Regions from separate parts of the Cydia pomonella genome. Here region 2 is linked to region 1. The links are chromatin contacts, called in public Hi-C maps. All regions are on one chromosome and are shown on one strand. Each heading gives the region's core, a stretch centred on a gene start, on an enhancer-like site or on the middle of the called end of the contact. The rest is flanking DNA. Distances are from core to core; before and after follow the strand shown. Region 1 holds the start of LOC133519181 (6-pyruvoyl tetrahydrobiopterin synthase). Region 2 holds the start of LOC133519190 (peptide chain release factor 1).

Region 1 (5,455 bases), core at 1,095-3,594:
TTGTGAAACATGCCCTAACTGTAACTACATATACATATAGGTATGGGATATTATGGGTTTCTTTATCTAAGGGTATATTATGACAACTGCATATGGAAAGCTATGTTATGTATTTAATTACTAAATAATCAAAATTTTTCGACCAACCAAGTGTTTGATGTTGGTAAACCAAACTAACCAAACCCGAAATTAAAGGAATATACTATTGAAAATTGCAAAAATTATGTTACATAATGTTAGTTTATTATTCTAACAATTATAAGCACATTATAGACATTTCTTATAGAAATATAATGTTGCATTGTATGGATTTCTCAATCAATCTGAATCTGAGGACACATTGTGGTGGTGGCTGGAATGCAGGCTAGAGTTCTCGTGTTTCTTGCGCGGGTAAGTGGAGCCGCCGCGGTAAACCACATGGTTCTTCTCAGTTTCCAATATTTTCACTTCATGCAGTAGAGAAGGCTTTTCCATTACTTTCTGTAGATGATCCCATATGTAAATTGCTAAATTTTCTGTGGTGCTGACCTAAAAATTCCAAAAAAATAAGAAATATGTCACTTATCTACTTATTAATAATTGAATTATTAGGTTAATTATTTAACATCATAACTCAATATATTATATGTATTTTAAGAAAGTACATAATTAAACAACAATTAAATATCTATTAGTGGCATTTTAATTTTCATTGGACATGAAATTGAATATTACATTTTTTTGTGCAATGTTTAGTCAAAAGTGCATAAATTTTACTCTTGGCTTTTATTTATCCTATAAAAAGGCCTCTTATTCCATTGTGTTTTTGAATATTTATTTTTTGCCTAGTTTTGATTCTTGGGTGGTCAAAGGTTAAGCTTATAGCTTCACAATGATCATTTTCTTACCACTGTCTTAAAATAAGGCACATCTTGATCCAAGTTCTTGTGGTCCAGGGGGTCCATGATAGCCTCCTTCATGTACTGCTTCAGGTCATGGATGTTCATCACCATCCCAGTGTGAGCATCTACTGGACCTTTTACTGTCACCAGTACTGTAAAATATATGTTCTTCTTGATTATTTACAAGGTCAATGCGGGAGTTGATTGTCTCAAACTGTTAGTTTTTTCTGCTGATTGTATTAATCTAGAGGTTTCTATGAATCATTTAGAATTTATTCTATAAACATTATATACAAGTATTTTTGATACACTTTTCTTTTGTTTGATGATCTTATTGTTAAATTCAACATCAGTATAACAATTCAATATCTGTCAAGAATAATAATAATTACATTAATATATTGCTCTGATAATTAGCTTAATATAAATTAGGCAAGACATTATTGTGCTCTTTCTTATCTGTATAAGAAAAAAAAAATACTGTTACTTTATGTTATTAATATGAATAGCAGTGTGGTGAAATGCCTATTGGCTTAGTAATACACTTCATCTGAAGTTCACATGCTCTGTTGTAGTGTAACTGCTAGCTGCAGCTGTAACTTAAGTAAAGAGCCTAAACATTACTTACCAACATAGTTGTGCCCATGGCCATTTGGGTTATTACACTTTCCATAAAGTTTCTTATTGTCTTCATCACTTAAAAATGGACTGTAAAAAAGAATTATTTGGTTTAGTGATACCTGGTCTTTCACCTGAGAAAATAGGTAACAATGTGTTTTTACTTTGCTGAGCTGATCAGGGTATACAACAGGGTGTACAAAGTTACTTAAACTGTGTTTTAATATCTTTATCAAAAACATAGTTTACATTTTTGTTGATTCATATTTTGTTTATGCACAGATTTTGTAAAATAATATGTTATTATACTATAAAGTACATCAAGTCATTTAAAACACAATCGACTTGTGATTTATTCACGTGTCATTACTTACGTACTGACAACAAAAACTAAACCTTAACCCGATGACACAAAACTTGAAATTGCCTAACAGAAAGATTTTGTGCTGACAGCAAGTAAATAAACTTAGCTGACTCAACTGCCGTTACTTTGTTCATGGAATAAAAGAAATGTGTGAAATAATACACCAATACCTGTGTAAACGGTGACAAGAGCTGAAAGTTTCTCTTCTTGTTATAGATACAATAGGCAACGACGACATTTTATTGTAACAACAGTAAAACAAACACTTATTTTAATTCACTTGTGAGTTTATTTCAATCAGTATTGACACTAGTATTCAACACAATCAGTTACTAAATGTCAATTACTAATATTTATATCACTGAAATAGTTAATTGGCAGTAATTAAGACAAATGATAGTTAGCCGATTGATCCAATTACATTCTACTAATTCTACTTGACACTTGACTTGAACTTGAAATGAGAACGAGATTGTTGAATGGAGACACCGACTCACCATCGACTCACTGACATAAGTCACGATGACAGTAATGGATCAAGTTAGTTTTGTCTTTAGAATTTTAAACTAGCAACATTATAAAAATAATATTCAACTGTTTAAGCCCATCATAAAAACTACACAAAGTTTCTCATTTTGACAGATTCTTGTTTCGAATCACCAACACTGCTACACTGGCTGGTTGGCAGATACACAGTGGACTTTGTAACCTTTTTAGATATTATTTTTCATTGATTGGTACTTTATTAAAATTGGTTTAAATACTGGCTGGCAAAATGTTTTCGCCATCTGCAAGGCATTTGTTGTATTCTACACAGGTAATTTAACAGTAGTTTTGAAAATCTTCTCTAAGTTGATCGATAAGAGTTCAAAGATTGATTTGATAATCATATCATGATGCCTTCATATACTAATGTATCTTCGTATATATTGCTTGTTTTTAGTTGCGTCGATTGCAGAGCACGCTGGTCATCGCTGAACATAACAATGAGGCATTATCTGCAGTTACCCAGAATACCTTGAGCGCAGCCAAGAAAATCGGCGGAGATATTTCAGTACTAGTTGCAGGCACTAAATGTGGTCCAGTAAGTATCAAGAAGCACTATGAGGTTAAGTAAACATTATCATAATAATTAACTTTTTATTTCTTCAATGAATACATGTTGCATTGTTATGTACTAGGTAATAGGCATATTTTTTGTTGCAATTTACAGGCAGCTGAGAAGATTGCCAAGGCCGGTGGTGTCTCCAAGGTCCTTGTAGCTGAGAGTGAGGCATTTAAAGGCTTTACTGCAGAATCACTCACTCCCCTTATCCTGGCAACTCAGAAGCAGTTCAACTTTACACACATCTTGGCACCAGCTACTGCCATTGGAAAGGCTGTGCTTCCAAGAGTAGCAGCCAAGCTGGATGTGTCGCCTATCACTGACATTATTGGTGTCAAGGATGCTAACACATTTGTGAGGACCATCTATGCTGGAAATGCAGTGCTAACACTTGAAGCCAAGGATGCTATCAAGGTCATCACTGTCCGAGGCACTGCCTTCGCCCCTGATTCCCTGGAAGGAGGCTCTGCTGCTGTGGAGAAGGCTCCTGAAGGGGACTACAAGACTGACTTGGTGCAGTGGGTGTCACAGGAGCTCTCCAAATCGGACAGGCCCGAGCTTACCAGCGCTAAGAATATTGTGTCTGGAGGTGATAAAACTTCACTGTTTACTTAAATTTTTATAAGCGATATTCTTATATGAGGGTATACAAAACAAACTCTACTACTGGCGGGATGACCCAAAATGAATCTTGGCCTCCAACACAAGAGCATGCCACTTTGCTATGCTCAGAGCGGATTCGCATCAGCTTTCGCTGCTGGAGATCTGCCTCCACTCTATCCGCCCAACAATATTTAGGATGACCAACAGGACGACTTCCAGTAGTAAGCGCTTTTGACTGCTCAATCGTCACTCATCCTTTCAAGGTGGCCAAGCCAGCGGAGACACTGTGCTTTGGTCTCACCTATGAAAATAAAACTGTAAGGATTAATTTTATCAATTTGCCATTCACTTGTAAAGAAATGTGATAAACATTGATGTTGAAAATATAGTTGCTTTAAGTAAGTACTAATATGAAATATTGAATATTATATATATTTCCAACAGAGGTTAAGAATACAATTAAATTTAATTATTGTATTAATTGTTTTCTAAACTTCTCTAATCATAATTGGTATCAAATATGCTATTGTAATAATGGTATTGGCTGTGTGCATGACATAGAGCCATCCCATGACAGGGGCTAGGCGAAATTGAACCATAAATCAATGCTGACAAAGTCACCCATATTGTGTATTTCTTACTTCTCAGGCCGTGGTCTGAAGTCGGGCGACAACTTCAAGCTCCTCTATGACCTAGCTGACAAGCTGAACGCTGCCGTGGGAGCCTCCCGCGCGGCCGTCGACGCTGGCTTCGTGGCCAATGACCTGCAGATTGGCCAGACTGGCAAGATTGTTGCTCCAGTAAGTATACAGACTTCAAACTCATGAGAAGCTGGAAAATGTATTTGGAACCCTGGGTCTACTTCGGTCAAGGGAAATAATTAGCTGTAAAGAATAAGGTGTATAAGAATACAAAATGTATTACAAATATGTATTTTATACTATTATTTTCTTCTACTACGGTCATTTATTTTTCTTATTACTTAGGCATACGAAATTGATAATAATCATGAAAACAAAATTCATATATTTGTTATTACTTAGGCATACGAAATTGATAATAATCAAGAAAACAAAATATTTATTTTGTTGGTTTCACAGTCCGACCTAGTTTACTTTTCATAGCAGTTGCAATAACAAAGTCTGGAAATGGTCATCATTGAGCATACGCGTGAGGAAATTGCCTCGCGCGTATGCTCGCTCTGTGTGGACCCTCCTATTGATGTCAAATTTCTATGAAATATATATATATATATAAAAGCTTTAAAAAATCGTTGATGCTATAAAATGCGTATTCGAGAAGCCAACTTTTCAATTTACTTTTAAAACAAGCTAGTGAAATAGCAAAGGTTATTGACTACTTGCAAATTACTATTAACAGTGGGGCACCACATAACGTGCGTTATCTTTTCCGATCTGTACCCCTAGTGTAAATTTGATCGACATCATAACGTGACGAACGCGTTTGCGTTAAGTCTCATTTTGTATAGGATTTTGAGTTTCCAAAACGTCCCGCTTGGCGCGCTCTTTCTAAATCCAATACAAAATGAGACTAAACGCAAACGCGTACGTCACGTTTCGAAATCGAATTTATTTACACTAGGGGTACTGTTCGGTTTTCGAAGCGTGCGGGCTGAATTAGCGCGTTATTTAAAATCGCATATAAATATGACGTTTTAATGACACTCACTTTGTTCTATTCAAGTCGGGCAAAGGTAGTTAGACAGACTGTAACTATTATATAACTTAATATGTTGTGACACACACAGGACCTATACATCGCAGTGGGCATCAGCGGCGCCATCCAGCATCTCGCCGGCATGAAGGACTCCAAGACCATCGTCGCCATCAACAAAGACCCTGAAGCACCCATTTTCCAGGTTCA
Region 2 (5,455 bases), core at 1,742-4,241, 200 kb after region 1:
GTAGCATCTTACTCTAACATCCGTCCCAAGCTCCAAGTAACTAAGGACACCCCATCAGGCTTCTTGCCATCATCTCCGATAATGTCAGTCTGTTCAAGAAGAGGAGGCACATTGATGGTGGCAAGAGACTGACGGAACGCACGTCAAGGCCTGCATTTTGTTGAGATAAGCCGGTGTCCCTGTCGGTTTACGTCCGTGCCACAATAGTATGTATATGTTTGGCGAACACACCGATACTCCAAGCAGTGATGGCCGAACGTTAATTGCAATTAACCATTATAAATTGAACCGTAACTGTAACGGACGGTTACAGTTTATGGTTCAATTTATAATGGTTAATGGCCAATAATTTTTAATTGCATTAACGTTTCGTCGTTAGTCTAAGGGAGGTCGGATCCAAGAGAGTACCAGTATTAGGCGATTTATGGACATGTAGCCAGTAACCAGCTTCCCGGGCTCCGAGCGTCAAAAGCTTCGCGCGATCTGGACTTGTTGACATTGTTTAGAAGAGTATTGTATGTTAAATCACAGTAAATATTATCCCGACTCTTTTGTTATTTTGGGTTATCTGCCCGCGTAGCCAACGTGCTAATCGTTAACGCTCCGTAGCGAACGAAACGCAACTGACACTGTCGCACTAATATGAAAAAGTGATAGACAGAGATGACTACAATACGCTACGGAGCTTTAACGATTGGCACGTTGGCTACGCGGGCTGGATTTTTTTTGCCCAGGAAAGCTATATCAAAAGCATTTCTAGCATCCTCAAAGCCCGCATTCTCACAGTTTGTGGGCAAATCCCTTAAGATAGTTCCTATAAGACGAGACATGCTATGAGTGGATGCCAAAAAGGCTGGGGAAGCCACACTAGAAATTTTGCGAATTCCTAAACCTCTAAACCGAATAGGGAGGGACGAGACTAGGACGGCTCACTCAATTGCTATAATTTTGATCAAATCATCTGTAGGCGACAATAAATTTCGACGCTTCCAAAAAGGACAGCAGAGGAGCACTATATGTAATTAATAATATAATAATAATAAATAAAAACATTTATTTCAGACAGAGCCCATACAATCTTGTTAGTTAATCTTAAAAACTAATTATTAATGGCTGTTCTTAACTAACTAAAAAGTAAAATAAAATAAAATAAATAAATAAACATAATAAGCACAACATAGGGTCAGCAGTGTTTGACAACATGCATGGACGTCCACCGGGCTAACATAGGGTTGTCCCAGCGGTTAGCAAAAATGCTCAAGATGCGATTGGGACTGCCGCGCAGACGGGACATGAGCGAGCCACACCTTTTCCTCATGACGGCCGCAAAGCCATCTGTCCTGGCTTCGGCAAACATGCCAGACGCGCTACAGTGTCGCGGCAGCCCCATCAGCACCCGGAACGCGTTATTGTATTGAACGCGAAGATCGCTGTACGCTCTTTGCGTATAATTGACCCACAGGCTACATGAGTAGAAAGATACACAGAAGGCTTTAAAAAGAGTAATCTTGACTTTTTCTGTAATTTAAAGAAGATCAAGATTTTGGGAAAAATTACATTTTTGGTAAGTACAACTTTTTATTGCCGACTGTACTTTTCTTTCCACAGGCAACTAAATACTCATCAAGACAATTCTAAAAATCCCAAACACAATTAGGTAGCGTTGTTTTATCACAGAGTTCCTATGGCTACCTCCTGTCTCCAACATCAGATATTGCAGTGTCACCCGACTTACATATGTATGCAAATTTTCAGCTTCATCGAAAACCGGGAAGTGGATCAAAAACTTGCAAAATTTGACCCGTACATACATGGGTACATTGCAAGTTAATAAAAAGCTTGTACTTAATACATACATTACATTGGTACTTACATTGCAAATTACAAATTGCTCATTTGCTAATTATTTTACTAGATTTTGTTATAAATTCAACTGGGAGCGTGCACGACTGTCACGCAACCAAGTGTCCGCAAGTCTAGGGGAAAACGTCAATTCACTACATCTTATAAAACTACTCCAAAACTAAAAACTACTGAACGGATTTTCATATGACTTTCATCTATCAATAGAGTGATTCTGGAGGAAGGTTAAAGTATATAACTTGTTAAGGTTTTGTGTAAATTGTTTGAAATATAACGATGTTGTCGGAAAAAATCACGCTGGCTAGGACCTTTAATCGAAAACGCTGCCTAATCCGTTTGACCTATAACAACACAATGTATGGTGGGGTTGTTTCTCATTCATAGGTCTACAAAAAAGTCCACGATGTTAAATGTCTATCTTTTCAGGATAACTTACAATATCAATTCTTAACTTCTAGAAAAAGATCACGCAATATGTGGCATTTGCAAAGCTATTTACATGGATACATTATTAACAATTATCAAAATAAATACGTTAGTTATATTAAGCATTTCATACAGATTACAATGGTCCCTTACACCATACAATTTAAATGAATATTTCATGAGTAATCGTAAATCAAAGTTTCATTTCGAGCCATATAATTGTACGAAATGTTAAAGACGCTATCCGCAGTTAGTTCAAATTTTTACCACCTTATGCGCTGGGATCGCTTTACTTACCCCCACCATGCACTTCGCACGGTCCCAGTGCCAGTGATGCCAAAATTTTACATCACTATATTATACTGTACTGCCATCTGTTATAATTTACTGAAATTATATTTTTTTTAACGCCATCTGTTGAGGAATCTTTGTAGAACAACTTTGTAATTGCTATGCTATTCATCAGTAGATGGCAGCATACGCCAAATAGTACATAAATATATAATATACAAAATGTATGGTAAATTTATCAGTATTCAGTTCACTTGAAATATTTTAAGCATCACTATCATAATTCCCAATTAAAATATAATCAACATATACTATGTATATCGAAATAAAACGAACGTAAAAAAACAAAGAAAACAAACTTGAATCTTATGAACTGTAAAAAAGTTAAGTAACATTGACACTTGACAGTGACAATTTAATCTTCGGTCAAATTATAACCTTAAAGTTTTGCCTCGAAAACAATTCTAAATTTGATGATATTGATTAGTTCTTATTAGTTTACTACAAACAGTGATGTTGCTTACAAAAATGTCAACAATAAGATCGTTGTTTAAAATAGGCAGGCATTCTCTTTTACTCCGACAATGTTATTCTTCCGAAAATTCATTGAAGTTATCTGAACCAGCCGTGCAAAAGTATCTTAGACATTTATTGTTAGAACACGAAGAACTTTTAATTAAATCACGTCGCAACGATGCAGAAGTCAAACGACTGCGTGAAATAAAGCCTATTGTTCAAGTACTTGAGGAAAGGATAGCTTTGTTTGACAGTATCGAAAACCTCAAAGAACTCAATAAAAAAGAGAACCAGGATGATGAAATGAAGAAAATGGTTAAGGAGGAGGCTCAGATTTATCTCGGACGTCTCAAGGAAGTAGACAGTGACCTCCAGTCAGTTCTATTTCAACCATATTTAACAGAGGGTGGCATTTTGCTAGAAGTCACAGCCGGCGCAGGTGGTCAAGAGGCCATGCTGTTTGCCCGAGAGCTTTTCGAATTATATGAATCGTATGCAAATTTTAAGGATTGGGAAGTAAATATAGCTTCTATTGAAAAGTCTGACATTGGGGGTATTAGAAAGGGTTCCATGCTGATTAAAGGAATTGGTGTGCCAGAGCTCATGAAGCTAGAAGCCGGGGTGCACAGAGTTCAAAGAATACCTGCTACAGAAAAGGGAGGCCGCATACACACTAGCACAGTGTCGGTAGCAGTTTTGCCGCAGCCTAGTGAGGTTGAACTAGATATACCTGATAGGGATATTTCAATTGAAACTAAGCGAGCAAGTGGTGCAGGGGGACAACATGTGAATACAACGGACAGTGCTGTTCGTATCACACACCTGCCGACTGGCACTGTTGTAGACTGCCAGGAGGGACGGTCACAGATAAAAAATAAAGAAATTGCCATGCAGAAACTGAGGACTCTCTTGCTACAGAAGCAACAAGAAGAACTGACATCCAAAATCAATGCAGAGAGGAAATCCCAGGTTGGTTGATTGATTATTATTGATTGAAGAAATAAAATAATCAATTTGATTATATTATTAGTAACTTGGTTCTTTATATAACATTCCTTTATATTTCTTAAAAATTAATTATAATGTTGAAGTTGTTGCATGCTTTTTTAAGATTTATTAAGGAATTTACAACTGACCAAAATTTAATTCTCTGCACACAATTATTTCATGACAGGGATAGGACCTTGTTGGTGCCAAGAATATATACTTGAATTGGTAAATCAAGACACTTTGTGATCACCTCAGTACCGTGTGTCCCAGGTGTTGTGTAATATTTATGTAATAGACGGATATATGCTTATTCTTTCTATTACAGGTTGGGTCAAGCAATAGAAATGAAAAAATCAGAACATACAACTATCCTCAGGATAGAGTGACTGAGCACCGGCCAGGCGGCAGTACGGTGCACAATCTCAAGGCCTTCATGGAGGGAGGCGACCTACTGGAAGAGCTCCAGGAATCTCTTCTGAGAGAGGCACGCTATCAAACTGTTATGAGTGAAATTGAGGAATTCAATAGGAAATATGGGCAGGAGGAAGCCTCTACTAGTTAGACTGTAAGTCATTTTATTTAATTAATTGTAGTCTGTATCGAGATAATAAATAATAATTCAGCCTATATAAGTCCCATTGCTGGGCTGCTGTATCGAGATAAAAGTAGTTAATTAAAAATACTGTTAAACCAAAACAACAAATATTTATTCTTTACCAAATGAACAATCACATTTTATTTCAAGGAAATAAATAATCACATTTCTATTTTATGACAGAGATTCAAAATATGTATTTTACTAAATACTAAAATATATTCTTACAAATAGAAATATGACTGTAAAGTATTTAATAAATTGAATAAAATAATATTTTTTGTTTAAAATATCTCTAAAGTGTTAATAATTATTTCACACCATAGTCATAGGTATTTATTGTATTAGTATATTATATTAGTTGCATGAGAAACAAGTGATATGTGCAGTTTCAAATGTAATGCAACCTATGTGTTTGATAATAGAATGTGAAATAATCATTCACACGAAAATTTTTACTAGGTATAAAATATTTACTAAATCAAATTCACTATCCAAGCTGGTTTTTGGAACATCAGTATACCGAAAACCGAACTGACAACAATCTTTGCAAGAAAATTCAATCTTAGTGTCAAGCAATATTACAAATTTATCAGGACGGAAACGCCGACCAATCTCTCAGAATTATGTAAACTTATGTACTTACTATAATATTTATAAATTGAATTACTGAAGACTAGAATAAACTTAACATACAACATAAAATGTTTGCATATATAATATTATGAATATTTAACATAGCTAGAATGAATACAACGGGTTTGTTTCAATTTG

What was found. A called contact is a pair of places that touch in the nucleus more often than the background predicts.
Region 2: a contact with region 1 is called in a Hi-C map of whole body, with 2.5 times the contacts expected there. The contact joins the promoter of LOC133519190 here to the promoter of LOC133519181 in region 1. A contact is called at or near these places in 2 of 2 Hi-C or Micro-C datasets (both in whole body).

Annotation. Positions count from the first base shown.
Region 1 is chr6:18,404,182-18,409,636 of ilCydPomo1, forward strand. LOC133519181 (6-pyruvoyl tetrahydrobiopterin synthase) reads right to left here and starts at 2,345. Exons shown (of 4, transcript XM_061853145.1): 1 at 2,034-2,345; 2 at 1,510-1,589; 3 at 888-1,033; 4 at 222-528. The coding sequence starts at 2,101. The coding sequence ends at 319. It overlaps LOC133519180 (electron transfer flavoprotein subunit alpha, mitochondrial), which reads left to right and starts at 2,520. Exons shown (of 6, transcript XM_061853144.1): 1 at 2,520-2,680; 2 at 2,807-2,947; 3 at 3,077-3,557; 4 at 4,220-4,371; 5 at 5,340-5,450. The coding sequence starts at 2,639.
Region 2 is chr6:18,603,271-18,608,725 of ilCydPomo1, forward strand. LOC133519190 (peptide chain release factor 1) reads left to right here and starts at 2,992. Exons shown (of 2, transcript XM_061853165.1): 1 at 2,992-4,065; 2 at 4,412-4,971. The coding sequence starts at 3,094. The coding sequence ends at 4,648. It overlaps LOC133519188 (voltage-dependent calcium channel subunit alpha-2/delta-3), which reads right to left. Exons shown (of 28, transcript XM_061853156.1): 28 at 4,772-5,455.